Regions from separate parts of the Sus scrofa genome. Here region 2 is linked to region 1. The links are chromatin contacts, called in public Hi-C maps. All regions are on one chromosome and are shown on one strand. The core of a region is the stretch at or near the end of the contact, and the rest is flanking DNA. Distances in the headings are between cores, read along the strand shown. Region 1 holds the start of FRY (protein furry homolog). Region 2 overlaps FRY (protein furry homolog).

Region 1 (3,660 bases), core at 993-3,492:
AAACGGAGCTACAGCTGCCAGCCACAGCTGCATCTGTGACCTACACCACAGCTCACGGATCCTTAACACACCCAGTGAAGCCAGGGATCGAACCCGAAACCTCATGGTTCCTAGTCAGATTTGTTTCTGCTGCACTACGATGGGGACTCCAGGATTGGAAACTTTTAAAAGCCAATTAAGATCTCTTTTATAAAGTCAGCAGAGAGAATCTGCTTCAGCAATGCATTCAATAGAATGGTTACTGCACCTGTTCTAGATGTCTCCAACTTGCAGTCCCCAAATAGTTACCATGGATGTTCAAAAGTAGTGGGTGTTGGAGTTCCCACCGTGGGTTAAGATCTGACTGCTGCGGCCCAGGCTGCAGCGTTGCAGGTTTGGTCCCTCGCTCAGCACAGTGGGTTAAGGATCTGCTGTTGCCGCAGCTGTGGGATAGGTCACAACTGCCGCTCAGATTGAATTCCTGGCCTGGGAACTTCCACATGCCGCAGGTGCAACCATTAAAAAAAAAAAAAAAAAAGAGAGAAGGCTGGTAGATCTTAACTGATACAAAAACATATTTAACTTAAATTTTAAAATTCTATCTCAGAGTACCTAAGGGTTTGTACTAAATATCAATACGGCAAAAATTTAATTGAGTGCTTATTGTACGCAAGACACTATCTGAGCACTTTCATTTATAATATCTTTTACTGTTTCCAACAACTCCATGGGGTCAGTACCATTATGATCCCATTTTATAGACAAATAAACTAAGGCCGAGTGAGGTTAATAATTTGCCCCAGGTCTCATAGCTGGGAAGTTCTGATGAGTTTTGAGAATGTTGGTGCTCATTAACCCCAGGCCCCCTGCAGCCTCCCTGTTCATTTAGGGCCATCCACGGTGGGGGAGCCTCCAGAAAAGGTGGCATGCATGTTAGCCTTTGTTTTCAGGTGTCATAGCCATTTTGGTAAATCTTTGGGGTCCTGTGTCACCTGGAATCCTATATTCAAGTGTACACGTGATAAAACAAAATTAGCTCATCAGCTCTAGTGTGCATGTAAGTAAAAAAGAAGTCAATCTGAGGAGACTTGATGAGAAGAGGGTGCTATGAGTGGAGCTGGAAATCTCGGTGGTGGGGTGCTCGCCTTTTGTGTAAAGAGTTGGGAAGGCTCATTGCACTGATAGTGTCTTGGGGCATTTCGGGGCATAGTCCTAAAAATTCTTTGGTGTTGAATTTTTTTTTTTTATTTAATCTTAAAAAAAGTGTGTCATACTTTCCCTGCCATTTCTCAAATGTTAGTCTGGCAGGTCCTGTTTGTGTGTAGATGTTGGAGTGGGGGAGGGGCGCGTGAAACTTTTTGTAAATTATTAATGGAATTGATTAATCCCGTTGGAAAATGTTAATCATAAGTGTGCTGGGGAAGGGAAGGATTCATGGTTCTCGGCAGTGGTTAGCTAAATCCCACCTCCTCAAATGCAGCATGTCAAAATTAGGCCTATTTAATCTCTGGTCAAGCGAACTAATAACATGGAACAAAGCTAACTGAAATCAGGACACCTGCTATCAAGATTTCATGAAATCAAAAGCCCCTTGTGCAGCAAGGAATATGATGCTTTTGCTTAGCTTTTTAATACAAATAAGAATTAGCTTTATTGGGCTCTGTGATTCTTAGAAAAGACAGGTTTGCAGATCCATTGTGGAGCCTGGCCTTGGGTAAACAAGCCTAAGCACAGTGTACGGTCCCCTTGGGGTGCTCGCGCCAGGGTGGGGGTGCCCCTCAAAAATGACAGCATTTCTGGGAGGAAGAAGCTTCCGCCGTGATGGGAAAGGAAAAAGCCCAGGCCAATATCCTGGTGTTATTAGCAAGCTTTCCTACTGCAACGGGGCTGACGATGGGGCTTTTCAAAAACGTCGCTGCAACCAGACCCAGGGTGCCACTCGCCTTACTGCAGCGACACAGTTGTGTGGATTCCAGGGGCAGCCGCGGGGGGAGCGCAGCCCGTGCGGCACGGCCGGCTCTCCAGGAGCGTTTCTGCAGATCGGCGGGAGCTGGGCCATTCCCCCCGCAGTTCCTCCCGAGGCAGGGGCCGAGGGTGGCCCAGGTTGAGACTGCGGGGCGCGGGGAGGCGCGCCCAGCCCAGCCCTCAGCCCTGCGGCGGCCCGAGCGGCCGGAGGCCTCCGCGAAACCTTCTCCCTCCCGGGGAGGACGGATCCCGGTGCAGGTGGGGACTTCCTCGGTCCCCACCTGCCGGCGCCGAGCCTGTGCGTGGCCGGCAGCGGGCGTTGCAGGTCCTGGCAGCCCAGAAATGAAAGCAGCGGCGGCGGCCGCCTCTCAGGGCTCCGATCGGCACCCAGCAAATAAGAAGCCCGTCCTGGACCCGGAGGAGGAGGAGCGGCCGAGCATCTCTCTGCTGCTCCTCCGCGTCCTTTAAATGAGGACTCCCTGCCGGCGCCGGAGGTAGATCTGCAGAGCCTTCCTCTCGCTGCTGACCCCGCTTACATCACTAACCTGTGACAGGCACATCCCCACGCCCGGTACCTGCTCCTCCAGCGGCTCCCAGTCCAGTCTGAGCCGCCTCTTTGTATGCCGCCGACATGGCCAGCCAGCAGGATTCCGGCTTCTTTGAGATCAGTATCAAATATTTACTGAAATCCTGGAGTAATAGTGAGTAATAGAAAATAACCTTTGTTTGTTTGTTTGCTGGATGTTGCATAAGGTTCGAGACATAAAAATCTCAACTGGACGCATATGCTTGGGAGCCGAGGAAGTTGGTTTTTTTTTTTTTTTTTTTTTTTCCTTGCCTGCTTCCATCTGCTGTGAAAATCAAAATGTCAGAGACTGAACTGGCTTTCCTGAAGTGCAAAGGCTGCAGTGGAATTACAGTAAATTTGGTCTGATTAAATGTTCGAGTCAGATGGCCCTTCAGACGCTGGCCAGTGCAGGATGGGGCATTCCAGGCTGCATTTCCTGCCTTGGTGTTTATTTAATATGTGCAGATTTTATGGAAGTATTTTGTGAAGTGTGCTTTAATCAGAGGGGTGTGGCAGGGTTTCACAGCACTTCGTAATTGTTATATTAGGGTATTGTCTAAAGAAAAAAAAGTATTTAAGAGTCCAAAACCTGACTCATCTTTTTTTGAAAATACAGGCATTTGCTGATTGATTTGCTCTCTCCCTTGTCCATGTGGATGATGCTGAGGATGCCATCATAATATTTGAATTTCTAAAAAAAATCCCGATGTGTGTTATTGTCCAAATAATGTGCTTTTCTGAAACATAAACAAGTGAGGTGTTGACCATAAAATCATTTATTGGGATATCAGAAGGTTATGACTTCAGAAGTTCCATTTCAGACCTACTTAACATTTTAGCAGTAAGGTCTCTCAAAAAGACAACCTCCGAGGCATCAGAATTACAATGAGGCCTTCAGGTGCTCAACTGCTGCCTTGTATTTTCTGAATAGTCGAAAAACAAAGTCTGCTCTATTTCACCCATCATCTTTTGTACTTGCTTTAGATAAAAGACCAGCGGGCAGGTATTATACATCCTTAATTGTTTGAAATTTTAAAACATTTTCCTGGAAAAAAAAACTGTGTTGTATCCTGTGCATACTAATTAACCTACCTGTGCTCAAAGAGCTGGTGATTTTAATTATCTCCTACACAAATGACCCACGGCCA
Region 2 (3,790 bases), core at 421-2,920, 82 kb after region 1:
TACATTTGGTAGCCCCCTCCTCAGCTCCCCCCACAAAGAAAACAGCAGCATGAAATAGCTCTGTGATGCTGTGCGCTTCATCTCCTCACGCTGACAGTACCTAGCTCATCTATGATGGAAGAATATGATCATTTAAATGCAACAAGAACATCTTTGTCGATGGGCCTGCCCCTTCCAACAGCAGCACAGAGCTCGAATTCATCTCCCCATTGGCTCGGCTTCCCGTAAAATGAAGGGAGTTGAGTAACCAAGGAGCCAGCTAGACCTTCCTCCCTTCCTGCACTTTGAGGGCCAGGTCTTTGCAAATTCCACCCTTCCTTCCTGAAAGCCTGGACTCGAAAGGGCAGTGACAGAGCGATGGAAAAAACACACACATCCACCCCCGTGCTGACCTTTCATCTCTCCTAAGATGGTCTCCGTGTGTTTCCATGGAAAGTATGCCCAATAGATAGAATACCAAGAATGGCTTCAGGATGACTTTTTAATGGGTAGAAACAGTTATGACAGCTGAGGTTTGAAGAACGCTATTGATGTTCTCCTTGGAGAACGTGGGTCACCCCTAAGTGAAGCTGCTGGACGCTCTACCTGGAGAGGTTTAAGAATCGGGCACAGGTTTATATCACCCTCATGGGTCTGTTGTAAACGAAGGAGCTTGTAAATATCCCACACAGGTGTTTTTGAAACAAACTTTTACTTTAATTTAATTTGGCTGCTCCTAAGGCACACAGAAGTTCCAGGGCCAGGGATTGAACTCGAGCCGCGGCAGCAACCTGAGCCACCGCAGTGACAACGCCAAATCCTTAACCCGATGAGCCTCCAGATGGTTGTCCTATACCCAGCCCCAGCGTTGCCTGTTAACATCTTACAGTGCCATGGTACCTTTGTTATAACTGAGGAACCAGCATCGCTACATTATTACGAACTAAACTCTAGTCTCTCTTTGTATTTCGTTTGTTTTTCCCCAACACCTGTCTCCTGTGCCAGGATACCATCTAGGATGCCACATTACATTTCAGTCGTGGTGTCTCCCCAAGTCTCCTCCAGAATTCTTCAGGCATTTTTAAATTATTGAAATATAATAGATGCTTTGGAATTTTATTACATATTCAATAATCGAGAGAGAATTAACCCATGGTCAAGGGCTCTGAACTCTGATCCCTTTTCCCCTGTGGGAGGAACCCCCTTCATTTCCCAGTTCGAACTATTTTAGATGATGGTGACTTGAGGAAATAGCCTTTCTGGTGCAGGGGTAACCTTAGAGCGATCTAGTAAATTCCCCCCTTGACACACCATCATTGGCTTGTCTCCAAAAATTTCCTGCTATTATATCCCCAGGAGGGGCAGGAAGATTTGTTGTGGCTGTGGATGTTACAGCAAGGAGGAAAGGGCTCTTTAAAAAAAAAAAAAAAAAGGCATTTTTAAATTACAAAACCTGTAACAGTGGCTACTAGGCTTACAGGGTAAGGTGAATGCAATCGCCTGTTTATTTTTCAACTTATAGTAACACATAACTAAAGATAATGTACAATTTTGTATTAGGTACATATGACCGTAATTATGAGAGCGTGAAATAAACTCCTAAGAAATAGAACCTGAGGGGTTCCCACTGTGGCGCAGCGGGATCGGCAGTGACTTGGGAGTGCCGGGGACACAGGGTCGTTGCCGGCCTGGCGCAGTGGGTTGGGGATCCAGGGTTGCTGCAGCTGTGGCTTAGGTTACAGCTTGGATCTGATCCCTGGCCTGGGAACTCTGCAGGGTGGCCAAAAAAGAAAAAAGAAAGAAAGAAACAGAACCTGAGGAAGAAAGCCAGCATCGCTTTGTTCAGGCTCAGAGCCTGTTTGAAAGGTGACAGTGGAAAGTCCTGTTGACATGAAGCCCTTGAGCTTTCCTAAGTTCCCTTTCTATAAAAGGAAGTTAAGCTGAGCCTGCTTAACTGCAGAAACCTTTTAAGTTAACTAAGGTTTTCCATTTCTTCTGCCACCTCCCCAGCTCAGGCCCTGTTCACTTCACATCTGGAACTGTGGTACTAACCTCATTCGATTCATGCATCTGTGTGTGTGTGTGTGTGGTTTCTTAACCGTCTCTGATAGCAGACTCCTTTGGTCCAGCTTCCGCATCACTGCTAGATTAAACTTCCCTAATTGCCGTTTTTACGGGCTGAGTTTCCTGTGCAGAAATCTTTAGTGGGGTCTTATTTTCTAGAGAAGAAAACTGACATTTTTCAGACTGGAATTAAGTACTTTTTATGATGTAGTTCCAACTTAAAATTTTCAGCATTATTTCCCTCTGCTCTGGTCTACCAAAGTCCCTACACCCATCAGATATTTCTTCTTTCATTTCCCTCAAAATCTCTGTTAAATTAATCATATGATCATTATCAACAAACAGTTATTTTGTGTCTTCATGACTGTAGGATTTCCTGCTTAGGCTCCCTGCTTGGTTTCTTTCTTGATCCTCATATGAAATTTTCTACCCTTTCCTAAAAAAGCCCAGGCAAAATCCTACCTTCATTTCTCTTAAATTCCCATCCACCCTCTCCCTCTTATGATCTCTGCCCTGAGAACTCTCGGTTTTAATATGCACTCTTGCATGTTGGGGTATTTCCTCCTTGTATGTTGGTCTTATTTTCTATATATTCATTACATAGGGTGTCTATCAAATTGGGTTCATAATTAAATGATTTTTTCACTTTTTTTCACTTAACGTATCATGAACATTTTCATACTATTGAATATTTTTAAGTGTGATTTTTTTCTTTTTAACGTGTTATTGAATTTAACATGGAATGTTTTTTGCCATTCAAAAAAAGTGATTCAGTTGTACCTATATGCACGGTCATTCTTTTTCAGATTCTTTTCTCATATAAATATCACAGAATATTGGGTATAGTTCCCTGTGCTATACAGCAAGTCCCCGTTGGCTAATCATTTCATATACCACGGTGTACATATGCCCATCCGGAACCCCCCATCAATCCCTCCCCCAACCTATTCTCTTGGGTAATCCTAAATTTGTTTTCAAAGTCTGGGAGTCTGTTTGTGTTCTACAGATAAGTTCATTTGTATCCTTTTTAAAGATTCCTCATATAAGTGATATTCTAGGATGTTTGTCTTTGATTTACTTCACTTAGCATAATAATCTCTAGGTGCATCCATATTGCTGCAAATGCCGTTATTTCATTCCTTTTATGACTGAGTAATATTCCATGGTATATATGTACTGCATTTTTTTTTATCCATTCCTCTGCCAGTGGACATTTAGGTTGCTTCCATGTCTTGGCTATTGTAAGTAGTGCTGGAGTGAACAATGGAGTGCATGTATCTTTTTGAATTAGGGTTTTTTTTTCAGATATATGCCCAACAGTGGGATTCTGGATCATATGGTAGTTCTATTTTTAGTTTGTTGGTTGGTTGGTTGGTTGGTCTTTTTATCTTTTTTAGGACCACACCCAAGGCATACAGAGGTTCCGAGGCTAGGGGTCTAAATTGGAGCTATAGCTGCCAGCTTACGCCACAGCCACAGCAATGTCAGATCTGAGCCGCATCTGCAACCCACACCACAGCTCATGGCAACGCCAGGTCCTTAACCCACTGAGCAAGGTCAGGGATCGAACCCACAACCTCATGGTTCCTAGTTGGATTCATTTCCGTTTCACCACGACAGGAACTCCCTATTCTTAGTTTTCTGAGGCACCTCCACACTGTTTTTCATAGTAGCTGTACCAACTTACATTCCCACCAACAGTGCAGGAGGGTTCCCTTTTCTCCATACCCTTTCCAGCATTTGTTTG

What was found. Hi-C and Micro-C count contacts between places; a contact is called where the count stands out from the background.
Region 2: a Hi-C map of skeletal muscle shows a contact between it and region 1, with 4 times the contacts expected there. The contact joins the enhancer-like site here to the promoter of FRY in region 1. A contact is called at or near these places in 1 of 5 promoter capture datasets (liver), 7 of 47 Hi-C or Micro-C datasets (blood, embryonic fibroblasts, epiblast stem cells and 3 more) and 1 of 2 datasets of contacts at active chromatin or transcription factors (skeletal muscle).

The regions. Positions count from the first base shown.
Region 1 is chr11:8,516,272-8,519,931 of Sscrofa11.1, forward strand. It overlaps FRY (protein furry homolog), which reads left to right and starts at 2,243. Exons shown (of 65, transcript XM_021065177.1): 1 at 2,243-2,645. The coding sequence starts at 2,576.
Region 2 is chr11:8,598,806-8,602,595 of Sscrofa11.1, forward strand. The region is part of intron 3 of FRY (protein furry homolog); the gene reads left to right. Among named protein-coding and RNA genes, the nearest start is that of FRY, 82 kb to the left of the region's middle. Within about 2 kb of position 1,671, at least 8 of the 83 cell types and tissues checked have an H3K27ac peak or open chromatin away from gene starts, as enhancers often do. A contact at or near this core is called in skeletal muscle, where this site is marked.